Regions from separate parts of the Sus scrofa genome. Here region 1 is linked to region 2. The links are chromatin contacts, called in public Hi-C maps. All regions are on one chromosome and are shown on one strand. The core of a region is the stretch at or near the end of the contact, and the rest is flanking DNA. Distances in the headings are between cores, read along the strand shown.

Region 1 (5,362 bases), core at 897-3,396, 110 kb after region 2:
GAAGTGCCCATCCACCTCCACCAGGTTGGTAAGAAGGAACTGCCGTACGCTTATGCTCTGTGGGGGTTCAGTAGTTGTGTTGGGGGGGACTGTGAGGCGTGGGGCTGCCCCTCCTCCTTTGACAGGTCCCAGCCCACAGTGCCATTCAGGAGCGGGGGTGCATTACCTGGATGACAGAGCTGAGCTTCTCACTGGCCAGTTTCCGGGCACTGGAGAGGGATGCCCCATTCGGGAGGTCTATGGCCTTCATGGCTGCTACGTAGTTCGGAAAGTTCGAGCTGGATGTGCTCTCCACTGGGCTAATGTCCACGGCAATCAGGCGCTCCACCAGCTCTGGCTGCAGGAGAAAATGAGATGGGGACCCTAGGGCAGGCACAGTGGGTTTCAGGCATAGTTTCTTTTTTTTGGTCTTTTTTTTGCTATTTCTTGGGCCGCTCCCGCGGCATATGGAGGTTTCCAGGCTAGGGGTGGAATCGGAGCTGCAGCCACTGGCCTACGCCAGAGCCACAGCAACGCTGGATCCGAGCTGCATCTGCCACCTCCACCACAGCTCACGGCAACACTGGATCATTAACCCACTGAGCAAGGGCAGGGACCGAACCCGCAACCTCATGGTTCCTAGTCAGATTCGTTAACCACTGCGCCACGACGGGAACTCCAGGCATAGTTTCTGAGTCCTGAACTTGGCTGTCCAAGGCTCCTTGGAGTCCCGGGTTGCCTGTTGGGTGCTCAGGGCCCGCAATGGATGAGAGAAAGACAGGGATGGCTCACCCTTTGAAGTGCCAGCAGCATGGCTGTCTTGCCTCCCATGCTGTGGCCAATGAGGACGCAGGGCACTAGGCCCAGCTGGGGCAGGAGGTCCTGCAGATCCTGGCTCATGGCCTCGTAGCTCATGTCTGGGCTGTGGGGGCTGTCGCCATGGTTTCGAGCATCCACTGTCAGCACCTGGGGAGCAGGTGAGATGGGGACAGCAATGGCATGTACATTCCGGGCATAACCTAAAGCCTGGCAGGCCTGCAGGCTGAGGGAGATGGAGAGCCTGGGGGGAGATCCAGAAGAGGAAAAAGGGCCCAGGTGATGAGAGGACTCAGTTCTCGGACCTTGGAGGTTCAGATGAAGAACCAGGAGCCACTCTGCCAGAAGGCCCAAGGAGTGTGACCACGTCTCTGGAGGTCTGGCCTAGCTGGGTAGCAACTACAGAGAAAGCAGAATTTGCAATAGTTGGAGCACAGAAGAACGGGTTGCTGATAAGAGCTGGTGAGCCCCCTGTCATCCTTGGGGAATAAGCAGGGTCTGGCCCTCTTGGGGGTAAGGTGTTGGCACTTAGGCATGGGACGGCAGAGCCTAGCTCAAGGTGGAGCACTCAGGCATCCAAAACACGAATGAAGGAATGGATGGGTGAAAGCACAAGGGAATGTATGGGGTTCATCTATGGCCTAGGTCTGCCTGCCCTGCGGGCTCCATACTTAGAAGGACAACCTTTTCTTTCATTTCCGCTCAGAGACCTGCCTCTACCGGCGCTGGGGACAGAGAAGCGGGCCTCTAGTCGCCTCCTCTAGGGCCCCGCCCACCAAGGCCCGCCTCTCTCCGGGCCCGCCTCTGGAAGCTTACCCTCCTGCCAGTCTGCTGGGCTAGGGCCTTGGCGATGGAGCTGAAGTTGGCTTTGCTTCCAAAGAGCCCATGCAAAAAGACGAGGGGCGGGCGGGCTACCTCCCCGTCCAAAAGCTTGTAGGAAAGCGGCACCGGCCTGACGGAAGGAACAAGGATGAGCGGAGGGTCTGAGCCAGCTGGGAAAGCCGCTTAGGGAGCGGCCTCGGGAGGGGGCGGGCCCAAGCAGAGGAAAAGGAACCACCTGGGCCGGAATGGAGGGGGAGGGGCGAAGGAAGGCCTCCCACCCCGGCGCCCTTGACTGACCTCGGCTCTGTGCCGCCTTGGCTGCTGCTGAGTGCAACAGGCACTCTGGAGAAGCTGGGACTGGAGGGGCCGATCCCCCTATGGGGGAGCCTCCAGGCGCGGGCGCAGCGGAGCATCCCCGGGATCGGAGACCTGGCGCGAACCTCGTGCTGTTCGCTAGCCACGCCTTGCGTCTTTAGGCGGGCCCCCGCCCAGTTCCGACTGGAGCTCCACCCTCTCCCCCGCCCCCCAAGGCGGAACGCCCCTCCGTCGCCACGTTTCCTTACGTAATTCCAGAGAACTGTCGGTCTCTCCCAGCTCCGCCCCTTGCGCCAGTACGTACGCCTGCGGGCATTTTCCCCCACAGGAGAGCACCGCCCTGGCCACGTCCCGGGCGGAGCCACCCAGTACTTTGGCCCCGCCCCCACAATGCTCCGCCAGGCCCCGCCCCGTACAGAATCCTTGTGGGGAATCGGGGCTTGCGGTTTGGGAGTTAGGTCCCAGGTGCTCTTGAAGACCGGAGTTTGGGCGTGAACTCAAGGTGGCCGCGGGGCAGATCCTTGACTAGCATAGGAGGTCCTGCCTGGGCCCGCTGCCGGCCCCACACCTGGCTTGTTCCTTTGCCCTCACGCGCCGCCTTGGGTGGGTCCCTTATTTTCTGTGCCGCTGGCGGGCGCGGGCGAGAGGCGCCAGGAGTGGCTCCCGTCGTCGAGGCGCCAGCTAGGAGGCGCCGTGCTTCACAGCCAGGGGCTCAGGCAGGCCAGACAGAGCACCTCTTACCAATCCTGACTCTAGAAAAGAGCTAGGAGGGACTCTAGAGGTGATCTCCAACCTCACACCCCCGCCTGCCCCGCCCTTTACAGATGGGGAAGTGGAGGCAAATGACTTTTACGAGAGGCAGAACTGGAACCTCTGGACTTCGAGTCAAAGTGGGAGGCCAGGTGTTCGTACTAGAGAGGACATTTGCCGCACTGAGCCGAAATGGTTCAGATACGCTCACCCCCGCCCACCGTTTACCAGCAGAGAAATAAACACGCCTCCCACCCCATTAGCACGTCTGCTGGCTGGTCACCTCCTTTTGGAACTCTGACGGGCTGCCATTTTCTTTTTTTTCTTTTTTTTTATATATATAAAATGATTTTTTTTTCGTTATAGCTGGTTTACAGTGGTTGTTCGTTTTGCTTTTGAGGGCCACACCCGGGGCATATGGAAGTTCCCAGGCTAGGGGTGGAATTGGAGCTGCAGCTGCCGGCCACAGCCACAGCCATAGCATTGCTGGATCCGAGCTGCGTCCGCGGCCTATATTCCACGGCTCATGGCAACCTGAGACCCTTAACCCACTGAGCGAGGCCAGGGATGGAACCGGCATCCTCTTGGATCCTAGTCGTGTTCGTTAGCCGCTGAGCCACGAAGGGAACGCCCCTGGTTGCCATTTTCTCTCCTCAGTCTGGGGATGGGGTAGCAGTGGCGACATTGCCTTCTACCTAGGCTGGTTCCCACCGCAGTCCAGCCTTCGGCAGTTGCAGGAGTAGCTGCTCTTTCTACAGCATTCTTCTGCTCAGAAACCATCAGGGACTTCCCATCTGTAAAGTTGAGAGTTGAAACTTCACAGCACCCCAGGCTTGCTCCTGTCTGATCTTACCTGTCTATCCACCCATGCTCCCCATTCTCTCGATAGCTCACCAGGCACCCTGATTACTACGCTGAACACCTTGCTTTAGGTCTTTACACCCAGCACTGCCCCTTGCTGGGATGCTGTGTCCACCTTCCAGAAAGCTAGTTGCCCAAGTCCTCCACATCTTTTAAGGCCCTGGATAACTGCTTCCACTTTCCTTAAGCCTTCCCAGATTCCCCCAGTTGAAACTAATCTCTCCCACCCCTTGTTCTCAAAGCATATGTTAGAGTCTATTGTATAATATTACAGAACTGGCTTTTTTTTTGGTCTTTTTAGGGCCACACCCATGGCATATGGAGGTTCCCAGGCTAGGGGTCCAATCAGAGCTACAGCTGCCGGCCTACTCCACAGCCAGAGCCACGCAGAATCTGAGCTGCATCTGTGGTCTACACCACAGCTCACAGCAATGCTAACCCACTGAATGAGGCCATGAATTGAACCCGCAACCTCATCGTTCCTAGTCGGATTCGTTTCTGCTTCGCCATGACAGGAACTCCAGAACTGGCTTTCTATGTGTCCACCATAGTCTGGGGGCTCCTAGAGGACCTGGGTCATGTTTTGCTCATCTGGTGCAAAGGGCAATAGTCATTTTACAGAAAGACAATGGAGAGATTCGGGCACGAGCTGAGGCTTAGGTATAGATTCAGCTGGTAGCTGGACCAGTGGGTCACACTGCCTTCTCCCCCACCTCCTTAGGACAGGCCTGATGGAGTCAGTACAGCACCCTGACTCCATGACCTAATAAATGCCTTCCCTAATGAAGTGGCCCCGTCTTGAGCCAGCTTGGTGATGGACAGGTGTTTTGTTCTAATCTGAGGAGGGTTTTGAGGTCACTGGAGACTAAACACACCAAGTGGTGTGATCATTTACTGCCAGCATACTCATTACGGGAATGATGAGAACATCTGAGCCCTAGATGGGGACGGGTCCAAGGTTTGGGAGGGGTCTTTGGAGGAGATCGAGCAGGATGTTTTGCTAGAATCCGTGGATGGAGGGGAAAAGGGTTGATGTCCTGTTGGTGATTCAGAAGAATAGCATTTCAGAGATGGTTTCAAGTGGGCCCCCATCCCACCCCAGCCTACTATCTGAGAAACCTGAACCTGGCCCACAGCCCTTGACCATCTGTGCCCAGCCAGAGCCCTAGGTCTAGGGGCAGGAGCAGCCCTGAAACATTTCTGAGTCCTCAGCTCCAGCTATGTCACGTGGCTGGTTAGGGCCTGGCCAGCTGGTAAGCAGAAAAACCAGTTGGCTTGAGGTTTCCACTTCAACACTCCAGAAAAATCGGTCGGGCCAGGAGAGAGGTTGTTGCTACCTGGGAAGGACTGTGGTGATGGGGTGCTGGGGAGGGGTCAACCTGAGGGCCACCCACCCCTCCCAGTTTGTCAGGAATGAGCCAGTGGACTTGCTATTGGTTGGTGACGGTCTTCCTCTTGGGGGGTGTCAAGTCCCTGAGATGCTATATGTGGGTGGAGAAGCTGGCCACAGAATAAGACCACTCTACCTCGGGGATCCAGTCTCCACTTCCACAACCCTGTTCCCAGCAGTGCAACCTCCCCGTGGAGTGGGAGTGTGGGAACATCCTCATTTAACTTCTGGAAAAAATGGGGCCACGGGAAGTGAAATCACCCAGCTCCCAACATGCAGCCCGAGCACAGCCAGCCTGAAGTCCTTCCTGGGCTTCCTGTGTTACTCCTAGGCCAGTGCTCTGGATGTGTCATCACCGCTGATGTAGCTGGGGACCAAGAGCCGAAGAGGTGCGGCCTCTGGCGGCAGGGATACTGCACCCTGGTGGTG
Region 2 (5,301 bases), core at 2,752-5,251:
CCAAACTCTTTAAAAACTATGGATGAAGAAAAAGACTAAGGTCTTGAATCTAGGTTTCCTGATTCCACAGGTTTTGCTCTTCCCCCCGCCCTTTTTTGGCCAAACCCACAGCCTAAGGAAGTTCCCAGGCCAGGGACAGAATCTGAATGGTATCTGCGACCTACGCACACACTGGATCCTTAACCCACTGCACTAGGCTGGGCTTGAGCCAGCAACGCCACAGAGACAAGCCGGATCACTAACCCACGGTGCCAAAGCAGGAATTCCTCCTCCTGCTCTATCCCTGGCCCCCAGCCCCAACCTCTGCCCATCCCTGAGGCCAAGGGCCCCCCTTCCTCACCTGCTACAGGGGGATATAGCCGCATACGTATTATTCATCTGGTTGGTGTTGATGGTGGACAGCACCTGACCTTTCAGATTCCAGATGAGGATGGTCGTGTCACTGGAAGCAGTCATGATGAACTTCCCTGAGGAGAGAGGGGCGGCACGTGCGCTGAGGTCAATGACCAGATCAACTGTCATTCTCCAAAGAGACACTTATGAAGGCCTCTGCGGCCCAAAGTTTCCATCCTCCCCTCCTGAGCCAAGGGTTGCCACAGATAAGGATCTGGCTGAGGAGGGCGGCTATTCTTACCTGTCTCCTCGGGGGACTTGCAGCGACTCCCAGGACTCCAGGGGAGCCCAGAGCCAGAGCCCCTTCTGTCACCCTGGGGCTGAGCAAAACTCTCGGCTACTATTCAGTGATTGAGTAAGTGTAACTGGGTCTCTTTCCTCTTGCCTTGGGCAAGCTCCATCCCCTGAGCGCCTCTCACCTGTGTCGGCAATGCCAATGTTGACAATGGAAGCTTTGTGCTTTTTAGGAAAGTCCTCTGGGGTGGCTGTGAAAGTATAACCTCCGTCCTCTCGCTTAGTCATCTTGAAGACACGGAGGGTGTCTCCATTCGCCAGCCAGACGATGAAAGCTCTAGAGACAGAGAGCAGACAAGTCTCTCACTTGTTTGGATACAGAGACCTGTGTGTGCCAGGCCTGTGCTAGGCGGACTCTGAGCAAAGTCAGGATCTCCCTTGAGGACCTTAGTCCAGCCTCACAACTTAACCCCTTGGTTCCAAATCACTTAAAACTCTTTACAAGGTAAGACTCTCGTATCTCTGGCTCCTTCAACCATCTCTCTAGGTTTTAGAAAACCATTAGAGTTTCTAAGACTAATCTGGAAGCGAGGCTTTGGTACTTCCCAAGTAGGAACAGATCTTCCCCCTCTGCTTCTTTGCTATGTAGCTGCCTAGCTCTCCGGGATGGCCCAGGCAATGTCTGAACGGTCTGGATGTTCCCTTTCTGCTGCCGCAAAGGAGACCCTGGGTCTCCCCTTACTCTCCCAAACCAAGTATGGGAAGGCCATAAGCCTGGGCCAGGGCTTCTGCACGCAAACCTGGGGCTTCAGCCTGTCTCACCTGCAGTCAGGGCTGAAGCGCACCAGGATGGCATGGTCCAGCTCCACATTTGCTCTCATGCTGCGATGCTCCCGCTGCAGGAAATCCTTGGTGCTCCAGATGCGGATGGTACGATCATCTGCACAGGTGGCCAGGTACTTGCCATTGCTGCTAAAGTCCATGCAAGATATGTTCCCATTGTGGCTCTAGGGGAAGGGTTGTAGGAAGTATGAACAGGAACCCCTTGGGCTGATGGAGAAACCCAACCTGCAGTCATGACTCTGGGGCCCTGGTGCTTACATTAACAGCAAGCTGCTCATGAGCTGTGATGAGAAGGGACAGGATGGGGCATCCCCACTGAACTGGTCAGAGGCAGAGGGGTGTGTGGCACGCACAGAACACTACAAAGGAAAGGTCTGTGGGGTATGAGTCTTTGTATACATGTGCTATGCATGAGTACCGATGTACCTTCAAGGCTGCAGCCAGGAGGCGGTGGGTGAAGTTGTGTTGCTGAGGCTTCTCCTTGCGAATCCGCTGTTTCTGCTTCTTGGATTTCAAGGACTTGTCAGGTGGCAATCCATTTGCTTTCTGGCCTATAAGAAAGGGCCATGCCATCCATCCATTCACTCACTCAATAAGCACCTACTGATCACTTATGATTGACCTGGCATTGAATGACCAGATATGGCCCCTGTCCTCAAGAAGAGAGAAGAGCAGGGGAAGAAAAAAAAAAAAAAAAAAAAGAGGCTTCGGAATCAGACCTGGGTTTGGATGGTCTCTACCACGGAGTAGTCTCAAGGAGGCTGCTTGCTGTTAGTGTATGTGAGTGAACTATAATCACATAGCACATCAATGCACATTAGAAAAGGCTCCCTCGGAATTCCCCTTGTGGCTTAGAGGTAACAAACCCAACTAGTATCCATGAGGATGCAGGTCCGACCCCTGGCCTCGCTCGGTGGGTTAAGGATCTGGGGCTGCAACGCAGACATGGCTCAGATCTGGCATTGCTGTGGCGGAGGTTGGCGGCTACAGTTCTGATTCGATCCCTAGCCTGGAAGCTTCCATATGTCACAAGTGCTTTTTAGCCCTAAAAAGCAAAAAGAAAAAGAAAAAAGAAAGGAAGGAAGAAAGGACAGAAGGAAAAAAAGGCTTCCTTTCTGGGCTGACACAGCTCAGTGGGTACAGAGTATGGCCAGTGGAATGCAGATACTTTGCCAGGTATCTCCAAGTAGGGAATAATGTGCCCAATGGAATCTGGTGGCCCTGGTCCTGGGTAAGTTACTTAATTGCTAAGGGCCAAAAGGAAAGTGGAGAACTGGGTGAGATAATCTATACAAAATGACAGGTGGAGTACCCAACACAAGCATGAAAAGGCACAAAGGAATCCCAGGGACGAGAGGTAGCCAACATGGGTTGAGGACCTGCTCTGTGCTGGAAATGGTGCCCGTCGCTTTTGTATAAAATAGCTAATTTAATTGAGAATCAAGCCAGGAGCAAAGCTGGCAGGTGTTAGATCACTCCAGATGCTCCTCAGTTCCTACAGCCAGAAAACTCCTGAGGCCACATACAGAGTCTAATCTGCCCTCTTGCTTGCCTCTCCAGCCTTGTCTACTAAGCCCTCTCCTCTCCCCTCCCACTACCGTCAAATCAAATGCTGTTTCAGGACTCCCTGGCTTCATGCGTATTGCCACTGCAAGAATTTTCTCCCTCTCTTGGTGTCCCGGCAAACTCTGACACGCCTATCCTTCAAGACCCCACCTCACGGGTTCCCTACCTGCTCCCCCACCCCCACCGAAAAAAGGAGGGCCGGCGACTCCCACCCTTGGGCTTCCTGTTTCTAGTACTGACCTTCCTATGAAACCTACCACACTACAATTTTCACTTACATTTTCGGACATTCTTCCTTACCCGACAGGGGACTCCCTAAAGGAAAAGACCCCAAAGCCTACAGAGGCAGTAGGTACTTAGTATACCGGGGAATCAGAGCGTTCACAAACGAATGCCCGCCCCCTCCACCCCTTTTTCATAAAATAACGACCAAGGGGCGCGCTGGAGAGTTTACTAGCGCTCCCGCAGCGGCCCCGGGGAAAAGCTGCGGCTCGGAGGGAAGGCGGCTTGGTCTCGGCCACGAAGACCGCGGCCACGCGGGACCCAGGTTCTAGTAGGTCGTAAGGGCGAGACCAGCCGGGCATGGAGTCGCCTCGTCTCCGGATGCGAAACTCAGGTCACAACAGGAGAAACTGAGGCCCAGGGAGGGGGTGGGTCTCTGGGACCCCCGCAGGCCCAACCTGCAGGTCGGACCCCGAGGAGGCCGGGAGCGAGGTCCCCGCGGGTCGCCCCTACCCGCCCCCGTGCCACTAACCGACGGGCCGGCCGGTCTCTTCCTCTGCGCGCAGCCACCCTCGCGCTACCGCCGCTGTCGCCATCAGGGCCAGCAGCCCGAGTAACAGCGACAGCCCCATCAGCTCCGGCATCTGCGGAAGCTCCATGTTTTCAGGGCCGATGCCACCTCAGCCTCTGGCTTCCCGGGCGCCTGCACGTTTCCGCGGGGCCGCGCGCGCACGCGGGGCGGAGCCTGGCCGTTGGCGCGTCCTGAGGGGCGGGGCGGGATCGCTGAAGCGCCCCGAGGGGCGTGGCCTGAGTTCCCCCCCTCCTTGAGAGGCGGGGCCTGAGCGCTGGGCGTCTAAACCCACTTTTTTTTTTTTTTTTTTTGCTTTTTATTTTTTTTTTTATTTTTTTATTTTTTGTCTTTTGTCTTTTTTTTGTTGTTGTTGTTGTTGTTGTTATTGTTGCTATTTCTTGGGCCGCTCCCGCGGCATATGGAGGTTCCCAGGCTAGGGGTTGAATCGGAGCTGTAGCCACCAGCCTACGCCAGAGCCACAGCAACTCGGGATCCGAGCCGCGTCTGCAACCTACACCACAGCTCACGGCAACGCCGGATCGTTAACCCACTGAGCAAGGGCAGGGACCGAACCCGCAACCTCATGGTTCCTAGTCGGATTCGTTAACCACTGCGCCACAACAGGAACTCCTATTTTTTTTAATTTTTTTAAATTTAAGTTTTTGGTTTTTTAGGGGCCACACCCATGGCATATGAAGGTTCCCAGGCTAGGGGTCGAATTGGAGCTGTAGCCACTGGCTTACACCACAGCCACAGCAAGGACAGAACCAAGAGGGTCTGCGACCACAGCTCACCGCATGATGGGATCCCTAACCCACTGAGAGGCCAGGGATTGAACCTGCGACCTCATGGATACTAGCCAGATTCGTTTCTGCTGCGCCAGGATGGAAACTCCATTAATTTTTTTTTTTTTTTTTTTTTTTTTTTGGCTTTTTAGGGCCACACCTGCTGCACATGGAAGTTTCCAGGCTAGGAGTCCAATAGGAGCTATACCTGCTGGCCTACACCATAGCCACAGCACTCTGGGATCCAAGCCGTGTATGTGACCTACACCACAGCTCACAGCAACACCAGATCCCTGACCAACTGAACAAGGCCAGGGATTGAATTTGCATCTTTATGGATACTAGTTGGGTTCGTTACCACTGAGCCACAAGGGGACCTCCCAGACCCGCTTTGTAAGGGAGTCTGGCTCTTGAGGCTCTGTGACAGTGGAGAATAGCAGGCAAGAGATGCAGACTCTGCTCAAGCGTCCCCTTGAATAATTAGTTATTAAAGGCATTTTTCCAGCCATCATCATGCTGGATTCTTTCAAGGAGGCAAGGGAGTGATTATCACTCCCATTCAACTGGTGGGAAAGTCTTCTTAGTATCAGGAGAAATTCAGATGGACTTTGAATGGAGAGGGGAAAGGGTAGTTCTGCAGTTAGGGGGTGGGACAGCAGGAAGGTGAGCCGGAGGATGGTGTGTGGA

Evidence for each region. A called contact is a pair of places that touch in the nucleus more often than the background predicts.
Region 1: a contact with region 2 is called in a Hi-C map of alveolar macrophages, with 3 times the contacts expected there. A contact is called at or near these places in 8 of 47 Hi-C or Micro-C datasets (alveolar macrophages, embryonic fibroblasts, epiblast stem cells and 4 more) and 1 of 2 datasets of targeted methods (skeletal muscle).

Annotation. Positions count from the first base shown.
Region 1 is chr3:11,001,643-11,007,004 of Sscrofa11.1, forward strand. It overlaps ABHD11 (protein ABHD11), which reads right to left and starts at 2,147. Exons shown (of 6, transcript XM_005661982.3): 1 at 1,915-2,147; 2 at 1,612-1,747; 3 at 772-945; 4 at 167-337; 5 at 1-57. The coding sequence starts at 2,030. LOC106509660 reads left to right here. Exons shown (of 6, transcript XM_013995547.2): 6 at 1-8.
Region 2 is chr3:10,888,432-10,893,732 of Sscrofa11.1, forward strand. It overlaps TBL2 (transducin beta-like protein 2), which reads right to left and starts at 4,002. Exons shown (of 12, transcript XR_002342318.1): 1 at 3,791-4,002; 2 at 1,897-2,021; 3 at 1,450-1,634; 4 at 813-964; 5 at 341-467.